3 separate regions of the Gossypium hirsutum genome follow, and regions 1 and 3 are each linked to region 2. The links are chromatin contacts, called in public Hi-C maps. All regions are on one chromosome and are shown on one strand. The core of a region is the stretch at or near the end of the contact, and the rest is flanking DNA. Distances in the headings are between cores, read along the strand shown. Region 1 holds the start of LOC107931735. Region 2 holds the start of LOC121204635 (NADH dehydrogenase [ubiquinone] 1 beta subcomplex subunit 8, mitochondrial). Region 3 holds the start of LOC107905653 (probable WRKY transcription factor 15).

The links. A called contact is a pair of places that touch in the nucleus more often than the background predicts.
Region 1: a contact with region 2 is called in a Hi-C map of leaf, with 5 times the contacts expected there. The contact joins the promoter of LOC107931735 here to the promoter of LOC121204635 in region 2. A contact is called at or near these places in 3 of 34 Hi-C or Micro-C datasets (callus and leaf).
Region 3: a contact with region 2 is called in a Hi-C map of leaf, with 2.5 times the contacts expected there. The contact joins the promoter of LOC107905653 here to the promoter of LOC121204635 in region 2. A contact is called at or near these places in 4 of 34 Hi-C or Micro-C datasets (all in leaf).

Annotation. Positions count from the first base shown.
Region 1 is chrA08:115,504,162-115,507,872 of Gossypium_hirsutum_v2.1, reverse strand. It overlaps LOC107931735, which reads left to right and starts at 2,174. Exons shown (of 4, transcript XM_016863669.2): 1 at 2,174-2,633; 2 at 2,733-2,913; 3 at 3,312-3,367. The coding sequence starts at 2,517. LOC107931702 (ubiquitin-conjugating enzyme E2-23 kDa) reads right to left here and starts at 1,072. Exons shown (of 3, transcript XR_001693293.2): 1 at 838-1,072; 2 at 552-636.
Region 2 is chrA08:115,301,449-115,304,877 of Gossypium_hirsutum_v2.1, reverse strand. LOC121204635 (NADH dehydrogenase [ubiquinone] 1 beta subcomplex subunit 8, mitochondrial) reads left to right here and starts at 2,177. Exons shown (of 4, transcript XM_041074864.1): 1 at 2,177-2,564; 2 at 2,666-2,752; 3 at 2,878-2,973. The coding sequence starts at 2,427.
Region 3 is chrA08:115,150,621-115,154,036 of Gossypium_hirsutum_v2.1, reverse strand. It overlaps LOC107905653 (probable WRKY transcription factor 15), which reads right to left and starts at 1,983. Exons shown (of 3, transcript NM_001326959.1): 1 at 1,377-1,983; 2 at 1,151-1,276. The coding sequence starts at 1,975.

The DNA.
Region 1 (3,711 bases), core at 925-3,424, 200 kb before region 2:
TTCCTCTCTAATTTCACCAAAACCACTATAACCAAAATGTATAATCCAAAAAGAAGAAAAAGAAAAGAGTAGATACTCACAGGAGACTTAGGGAATATTTCAGATAATAATTTCTTGTAATGCTTAACAGGTTGTCGAGATCTTGACCTTAAAGCAGGACAACACACACATGCTTTTACAAGCTGGGAAAATCTTCATGGAGATGATCCCCAAATGAATGATAATTCGTGTAACCACAATCAAATATCAAAATGCATTCCATGCACTATCTAATCCTGTTTTTCACTAGTTCTTTAGAAGTTTCTAATGAAGAGACAACTTCAGCATTTTCACATAATCATGCTGCCAATAAAAACAAAATACTGCCTTTGTTTTTTTTTCTTCACAAATGTTAATCTTCGTGCTTTAATTATTCGAATATGAAACTATTTCTGTTAAATGCATGAAAAGTTTATTGTCTTTGGCTTCCAACTAAGAAAAATAAAGATGAGAACCCTAAGCTTAAAAATAACAATAAATAGAAAAAATTCAAAGGGAGGGAGTGAAATTACCGTCGACGCTGCCACCACCACTTCGTGCTCGAAGTCCCAGATTTCCCCATTCCGATATCTCTTGATTCCTTTTTGATGACTCTAACTACCAAAAAGTTCATATAGGGGAAATCAAAAATGCAGTGAAAAAGCTAAAAAAAAGTGTTGCAACTCTGCAACCAAAGGGTTTTATTGGTTTAAAAGGTAAAGAAAAAAAAAAGAAGGAACGAAGAATAGATTGACCTAGGTATTTTCTGCAATCAAAGGGAAAAAGGGAAACATAGAGATGAGGAAAAAAGAAAGTTACCTGTGAACTGAGGGAGAAGATGATGGTTCCAGTGTTGCTTCATTCTCTGTTAGAGGTGAGGGCAAAAATTGAAAAGGGGGAAAACTTTTTACTTCATATGGGAACGAATGGCTATTCAGTGGTGAGGGAACGGAATGGCTATTCAACATTTTCCCTGTAATACGCCCTGAATAGATTCTGGCTGTAATAGCATTACAGCAACCAAACTAATGTTTGGTGATGGGCCCGCCGAATTGGGCTGGAATCTATTCTTAAGCCCCCCAACCAAACATGATGTATGTGTTATGGATGAATAGATGCATAAAAAGCTATTAATATGGTTTATGGAATTTATATACTTATTATATAATATGTGGTATTATAAAATGAATCGTCATCTCTATCTATATAATTTGTATATATTGTGATACATTGTATTATGAAATGCACAATAACATCTAAAGTGGGGTTTCATGGGATCCATGTTAAATCTACAGTTATGGTTAAAAAATAGAAGAAAGATCTTGAAACTATTGGATGATCCCACGCTAAAAACTTAAAAATTGTGGAGGTAACTTTGAACCTTTTCAACCTGAAAGAAAGAGATGTGTTTTCTCTCCCACAACCACAATTAATTTCTCTTTTCCCTTTTTTTTTTATAAAACTTGTTGAATTGATTGAAACAAAATCCTAAATAGCGTAATCGATGGTAAATTGATATTAATTTTTGCCCTCTTAATTTCAACAACCAAAATTCTCCATCTCGGAATTCTCTTATATTAATTGACTCCGGTTAAATAACAATTCAATTTCTTATTAACATAGAAGAATGAAAGAGTTAGCTTTCGTCGTTCTGTCCTTAAATAATAGGGCTCGAGTTATAGCGTTTGCAACCATTTTTTTTTCTATTAAAAAAAAAACTGAAACGGTCAAACAAAAGCAAATAATCAAAGCAGTAATAATTCTACAATATAAATTAGGGGGCAAGAAGTTGACTTCCTCAGCAGAAACACATGGGTAGGACCTTGATTTACTGTTGTAGCTGCCTTATTTTACTTCTTTATCCTAATTCCAAATCTTTTCTTCTTTCAGTTTTTTTTTATAAAAATTCTATTATATTTAATTTCCATTTTTTCATGTTTCATAATACTTAACAAACCTATCATCACCTATCCCCCGACAAAAAAAGAAACTCATACTTTTCCCCTCCAATTTCATTAGCCAATTAAATATATTTGCAATTCCAACATACACAAACCAGATGGTTGGTTTAATAAAAAAATAAAATTATATACATGCGTACAGTGTATATATTTCTATAAAATCTCCCAGCTTCCCTTGTTAATATCTTTGAGACCTTACATATGTCTCGTCCGTATTGCTCTATAATTCTTTACTTTAGGGCCCCAAATTTTGATTAAAAACTCAAGTGTAAGCGACAAAGGGAGGCCCCCCCGAATATCTTCAATTTCGTTTTCAGGATCCATCATCCGAACACCTGCATGTTCTCTTAAAGAACGTATTTCAATTCAATACAAAACTTGCATTTAATGCTCCTTTGATGCTTCCATCATTACAAATACTTGGAAAAAGAAAAGAAACTTAACATTGCAGTAGCATCCCCAAACTGCATATCGTTTTTTTTTTTTTAAATCTTCTCTGTTTCTCGTCAGAACTAATTAAGCTCTAATTTCATAATCATGTCTTCCCTTGCGATATTATTTCTCCTTTATTTTTCTTTGCATGCATGCAATGCTCACCGTCTTGGTTTTTCTGCTGAAGAGAATGGCAATCATGTCGATTTTCTTGCCAGCAAGGTTAGTGCAGAAAAGATATTATTGACTTTATAGATTATAATAATTTTATGTTAAAATCTTGGTCTAGTAATAACTAAGTTATTAATTAATTTGATACAGGATGCCAATAAGTTGAAAGGCCATAAGTTAGAGATGGGGCCTTCAATCTCAAAGAAGCTACAAATACCAGAATTACAAGAAGTTAGGCCACATGGAAGGAGAATAATTGGTGCAAAAACTATGAAGCAAACAATTTCGGACTCTTTTCTGGCGAAAGAAGCTGTTCAAAATGCAATTTCAGGTTATATTCAAACTAATTATTATTCTCTTTTTTATTTGGAATTTATGTGCCTTTTCAACAGGAAATATACATGCAAATAATTCAAAAAAGATATCATTATTTAAACTAAATTTGAACTTTCTTCAAGCTTTACACCATTTATTATTCTTCAACACTTCTACAACTTGGTTGGCTCAGGAAATCTGTTGTTCTGTCGCATAATGATAAACCTCAATAATTCGTTGATAAAGATTACTAAAGAATATCACAAACAACTTTATCTGATCCTAATCAGTCATTGGGATATAAATATAGTTACATATGTACATGTACAAAACTAAGATTTAATCTTCCTCAGACACCATGTTTCATGTAAATATTATTGACGGTGCTGGAATTTTGCTGATATTCGCATGCAGAATATGGAATTATGAGTTCCTCTCGGGTTGATTTGCAAAGCAAGGAAACAGTCGAGGTAAAAAAAAAAAAAGAAAAAAAGAGACCATATCTTTAGAACCTAGATTCAGTAAGTGATTCAGGTTTGTTAAAGTGCAGTACTGGTTATGGTAAAAGACCAAGACTACGTACTTACTAATGGCCCATCTTCTTCAGCAAGTCAGGACAGAACACAGAAATCAGATGGTATTCACGTGCATGCTTGGGTATTGTTTTGCATGCAATTGTAGTAAAAAAATTATTAGTTTGAAAAAAAGAAAAATAACAAAACAATATTTGAGAGGAAGTAGTTCAAGTTGTTTGGTCTTTTCGGATTCTTGACATGGAAAATTAGAAAGAGATAAAAAGAAGTTCATAACCTGG
Region 2 (3,429 bases), core at 928-3,427:
TTAATTTTGTAACTATTCAAATAATATTTTTTTGAATAGTTATAATTCTTTTTTTAAAAAATCAAATGATATAACTTTTGACCAATGACCAAAAGTTTTATCTTTTGATTAATTACACCCATTCATTTATAGTTATTGGGATACTATAAATATTTGAAAATATTCCAACAGATATCACAACTAAAGATCCAGTTTTTTTAAAAAAAGTTCAAGTTTTGTTGCACAATAACCAATTTTTCCAACAATGCAATATGGTCCCCAGTTGGTTGTTTTTCCTAAAAATATTTTTGGGTAATTTCTTATTAGATCACTAAAGTAGAGTAGAGGAGTTCTCACAACCTCACTGTCTCTTTAGGAATTATATCAACATAGTAGTCAACTAGAATTAATACATGAGCACAAATTATAGAATTAAATTGTTGTCTTATTCTTAAGTTTTAATCCTATTTCAATTACTAAGCCACTAACATAAGGATTTCCCATCCGCATAAATAATTTTGCTCATTTTAAATTGGAAAACAACATAAAAGATATTAAAATGAGGTATCACAACCAAAGAATTACGTCAAATTAAGACAACTTAATAATAAAGAATCTCCAAAAGAGTTATTGTAATTTACAAGAAAATTAAAAGTTTAAAGTAAAAACAAATTATTACAAAACTAAAAACAAATAAAAACTACTAAACCAAACTCTCCAAACTTTCTATACTTTCTAACCTAAGAAAACGTAATCAAAAGTTTAAGGCAACCTAAGGAATCCAACATGCTTCTACCATTTACAAGGCTTTTCTAAGGCAAGATCTCAAGCTAGAGCGGAAAAGACCAAAAGCTTAATTAATTTAATAAATATCACAAATTTGAAACTCGAGTACTGACGAAAAGTAGAATATATTCTTACTTTTTGTGTTTATGTAAAGTGAATTATTTGCAAATAGATTCAGACTTTTTGCATTTTCCAGCTTTTTCCTTTTTCCACCTCTTTCGAATATGCTTTTTTTTCTCTTGAACTCAATCCAATGTCTACAAGAAGACTTTGGAAAAGCTTTGTAACTCAAGAACACAAAAACATTAAGAATAACTTAAAACTAATTTTTTTCAATAGCTAATGGAAAAATGGACCTATTTATACAAAACTAACTAAAAATTAATTAAGAACAATGCAAATGTGAGGGAATTAAGACTTAAAATATATAAGCATTTGCTCATCATACCCCTACACTCACATCTTTTCTTGTATCGATGGGACTCTATAGGTGGCTTGTATGCTCCTTAGACTCCTATTGGTTTTTGAGGATTGAAACCTTTGAGTAAATTGGGGGAAAGATTACGAAGGTCTTAAGAACCAGTGTGTCAAGTACCAAGGTGATCATAAAGGGAGCCTGAGTGGGGAATTCAAACTTTTTGGAGGAAAAGATCGTTGCTACTTGGGGTATCTTATGATGACGAGTCTATGAAATGCAAGGGACAATCATGGATGTGCCACATGAACTCCTCAAACTCCTCTTAGGGAGCTATAACTACGAGGTTAATAAAAATGAAGAGATATAAAAACTTTAAGGGATTGACGTCTTAGGCACCGATGGATTATATGAGGACCTTAAAGAGGTTATGGACTCTTTAAACCCCTCAGGGTTGAAGGAATTTAAATACATTTGTATGTGGTTTCAAGATAAAGGGAAACTTTGGGTGATAATAGAAGCTTGCAAGATCTAAGGTTTATATGAGGACCTTAAAGAGGTTATGGACTCTTTAAACCCCTCAGGGTTGAAGGAATTTAAATACATTTGTATGTGGTTTCAAGATAAAGGGAAACTTTGGGTGATAATAGAAGCTTGCAAGATCTAAGGTCGAGGTTAAGTGTTGGAGGACCTTGGGACGAAAGAGGCTTAATTTCAAAGTCAAGTTAAATATTTATCTTAAACTAAATTTTTGAAAAAAATATATTTAAAATTTTTAAAGCGTTAACGAATAGTGATTAAGTCCTTTGTTCACCGTCAAAAGACTAAAGTTTAAAATCTATTGTCGTGTTTTCCCCTCAATTTGTAATATGTACTTAAAAAATTATGAGTACAAATAGACTCACAGCTCCAAATATCTAGAATATATTTGGGTTTGAATCAAAATAAATTTGGACGACTAGAATATATTTAGAAACAGAACAGTTTATGTAATGTGAAAATCAAACCTAAAACCTGATATTTGAACAAGTAGAATATATTAAAATATCACAATTTTGACACTAAAAAGGTTTCCATAGGTCCATATTGATGGGCTTCGGCTTCGAATCTATTACGTTTTGTTTATCGTTTGAATATCATTTATCTATCCCTATCGTGGGCAAATGGCCCATTGGAATTAGTCATAGCTAAATATTAATACAGAAACCAGAGTTTGGTTCTGCAGAAAGTTCCGAGGAGAAAAGAAATGGCAGGAAGATTGAGCAACGTAGCGTCACGTATAATGGGCGGAACTGGCGTCGTATCGCGCTCCGTCGCCTCTTCTTTTCGACTCCGTTCCGGTATGGGTCTCCCTGTCGGCAAACATATCGTTCCCGACAAGCCCGTAAGCTCAATCACTTCATAATTCTTCAGATCTATTCAGTGAAAATCATTAAAAAGACTAACCCAAAACCCTACAATTTTACTCCTGCTGGAACCTTTCAGCTTCCTGTAAATGACGAGCTAATTTGGGACAATGGAACTGCATTTCCAGAACCTTGTATTGATCGAATCGCTGATACCGTCGGAAAGGTAAGTAAGTTCTCTATTTAAATGTTCATTTGTGTTTTATGGTAGTGGGATTTTGGATTATTTGAAGAAATTACTCTCTTTTTTTTCTCTGTTCTTGTTCCTATGTTTCATTTTTCTGGGAGTAGTATGAGGCATTAGCTTGGATGTGTGGAGGCTTGAGCTTCTTTGCATCGTTGGGATTTTTGGCTTGGTGGAATGATAAGGCCTCCAAGATTCCATTCGTGAGTTCAAATCTCTGACTTGATTAGTTGACTTTGCCTTAGTTCAATTCAATTTTCTTTATGCTGCATTTGGGAATATGAAATTGAAACTCTTGGATTTGGATTTCATTTGCTATATAAATTGTGAGAATGAATTGTATATATTATGAATAAATTAGATGAATTTCAATATAATGCGTTTTTGGAAAGTATAAAAAGCATGAATTTGTTAAATTCCTTGGGAATTTCAAATTCACTACTAGGCATCCAACAAATCCAGGGATTTGAGAAACAATCATGAGTAATATATTTGTATGTGTATTATCACTCAATTTGCACTATTCTCGAAATTCAAATCCAAAGTTTGAAACCCGAGACCCCAAATGCTACCTTATAGTTTTTTTAACGTGTTCATGTAATATTAATATTTGTAGCTTAGTGGTGTTTTGGATATGTTTGAAATTGGGAAAATAGGAA
Region 3 (3,416 bases), core at 734-3,233, 150 kb after region 2:
TAAGCATGTGCCGGGCTATTCGGTTCGGCCCGAAAGCTCGTTCAAAAAATGAGAAGGTTCGAATAAAAATATATACCTGAATATGGGTTTGGGCAAAACGAGGCCCGTTTAGAAAACAGGTCGGGCCACGGATAAAACTTTTTTAGCCAGGGTCCGGCCCGACCCGAATTATATACTAAATATATATTTATTTATTTATTTATTTTTAATCATATTTACATTTTATTTTCAATTTTAATATAACCACTTTTTATTATATTTTCAATTTGTGTATTGTTTTAAGAATTGTTTCTCTAATTTTTTATTTGTTTCTTGTTTTTATATTTTTAAATGTATTTGATTTAATATATTTTAAAATTTTTTATTTAATGAAATAAGCTAAAAAAAATTAATATGAGTCGGGCCGAGCCGGGCTCGGGCTTAACAATTTTATTTCGGGTGGGCTTGAACAAATTTTTAGGCCCATATTTCGGGCCGGGCAGGACCCTGGCCTAGAAAACGGGTTTAAAATTTTTGTTTTAACCCGGCCCGACCCATGCAACCTCTAACGCAAACTCTTCAATTTTTTATTTTTTATTTTTATGATTAGGCCGACCAAGGTTTTAGTTTTTCAGACAAAACCCCAGTGGAGACAATATTTGACCCCTCAACAATCTCAAATCTAAAAGAGTTGATTTATGTTGTGAAGTGATTATCTATGCGTTGACAAACTTAGACTGTAAGACTACGAACTCACCAAATGTGCGAGCTCTACAAAGTTGCAGGCTCACCCAAAACTGTGAGTTCTGTAATAGTGCGAGCTCATTAAAGCTGTGAAGTATTCAATAGTGCAAGTTATGTTAGGCGAGCCCTTACCCTTGCAAGTTGCTAACTTGTCAACTTGCACTGAAAGAGTGATAATTTTTTATAAGACATTTTGATTGCTGATTAGACTGAAATCATCTAATAAAGAAGCAAGTTGAATTAATCATGTTCCAAGATTAGTCAAGTTGTAATTATTTTATTATTATTCTTAGCTTATTTTTATCTTGTTTTCGCTTCAATTTCAGTCCATTCTTCAACATATATCCAACAATTTAGAATTTTGACTCTTGAATTAATAAACTAGCTAGTTTGGGATGAATATGAAAAAAGCAATACTATGTCATACCTAGGATATGGAGATCCTTTTATGGGTTTTTGTCCATATTTCCTCCAAGAGTGATCATCTGGTGGTATATCAGATGGTTTATTACTTATAGCTGGGACTCGTATAGTTTTCTTTATTCTCAGTTTCCTGCAGGGAAAGAAAATAAGAAATAAAGGAACTGATCAAATTCATCCTTTATATCAGATTATTAATGTTCCATGTTACTCTTTCAATGATAAGGATTTACCTTCTCTTTGAACAGTGACATCCCCCGGTTGAGGCTGCACATTTTGTACTAGCTTCTTCACTCCCCACCCCAATCTTTCTCTTTGAAAGAAGCATACAAGACTCATCCTGAGGAACCACAATTTCTGACGATGACCATGGAATTAACTTCTTGTCAAACATTGGCATCATGGTTGGTAGTGTTGAAGAATGCTGCAATCCCATGATCAAATTTGGTAAAACCACCACATTTCTGGGGATCAAACCAGTATTTGATTGATTAAACTGTGGAGAGACAAATTGTCCCAGAATATGTGGTTGACTCGGTTTGCAAATGGAACTTTGGGATGCAAAACTGGGGCTATCCATCAATTCAGCCGGATTTACATTATGGGATTTCGGCAGTGGACCCTTCCTGATCCTTTTACACTCTGATTGCATTGATCCATCAAGGAGGCTAAGCAATTTCCTGAATCCATTTACTGTATCTTGAGCCATTAGGCTAATTTCTTGATTGCTTCTCTTTTGACTTCCATCACAAATGCAGCTAAAGAGGTGATTGGCACGTCTGAAACTGCTTTCAGCAACTTCATGGACTTTCAAATCCCATCTTGGGCTCATTGACACACAAACACCTGAAGCTTCTGTCCTAATTTTACAATTTACTACTGCATTTATGCACTAATAAGAAAGAAATGCATCTGAATCTAGCAGTTAAAGCCTGAAATGTAGCAAATAAGCAAAAGGCTTTTCACCCCCAAAGAATTTAATGATCAACTTTATAAAAAAATAACATAGGCTAGAGAGATTTAAACTAAGTTTTTGATAAAACCTATGCACCAGAAACAACCAATAGATGAACCCTGTTTTGTATTAAGTGAATGAGCCAAATGTAGAAAACCAAGTTCATATTAAAGTTTACTTTTTTTTGAAGTGCTCAACCGATCACATCTAACACTCTGCCCTCTTAGTCAACGGTGGCTTGGGTTAGATAATACGCCAACCAATGCACACTATAAACCATTATAGTCTCAAAATTAGCAACAAATTAATAATAAAGACGGATAGAAAGGGATGAAGGTGAAAACAGATAAGAAAATTGAAAAAGCAGACCCAACAATGAACGCAAATACATGTTCAAGTTGCTGGTTTTATGTATTAATCAATGTTGTAATCATTTTTCTGCTTCAAAAAGACTCAGTGATAAAAAGTAAAAAGAAATATAGTTCGACGAGAACCAACCTTAAAGGTGCACTGCTTGCCAATATTACCAGGACGTAGACGAATTATGGATATGGGTATATATTCGACACCAAGTATATTAAATTTCTTGAGAGGATGATACCCTTATAGATTAGAATAATATTAGAGACAGCCAATGAAGATAAAGAAACAAATATATAACGATATCCCTGACCTTTTGGTATTAATAGATTAATGAAATAGAATTATATTAGTGGGGATGTGTGAAATTACAAAGGATGACACATACAACACAAAGATTCAAAGATTTAGGTGAAAAATCTTGGCTGCATGTGGCATTATTCGAGTTGCCTATCAATCTAACCCACTAAAGCAGCCAACTAATCAAATATTAGAAGAAGTCACTTTCACTCAAGGGACTTCAACCATTGGTATTTATCCTTTTTCTTATTGGGGCCCTGATTGAAGCATGCTTGTTCCCAAAGGTTGTTCTTTAGTGGCTTCGCTTCCACTCCTTCCATTATTTCATTGTCTAATTTTCTTGTCAAAGAAAATAATGATATGATGGACTGATCCTCTAATAAATACGCTGTTATCTATGAATCAAGGCCGTAGATTTCATTTCTGGGATCATTCCCTCACCGATATGCTCAAGATTGTGCATGGGGCCACTAAAATGGACTCTATCATTAGATTCTAGTGCTGATCATATGGATTCTGCTGGTGGGAATAGCCATATAAAATTGGGCACTTCGTACAGAACTTCATGGCACTTGACAAAATCCATTATGAGTTAAATTTCTAGGAACAACACTCCTCCACTCACAGGTCATACATATGATGTTTACTACTCAAGTTC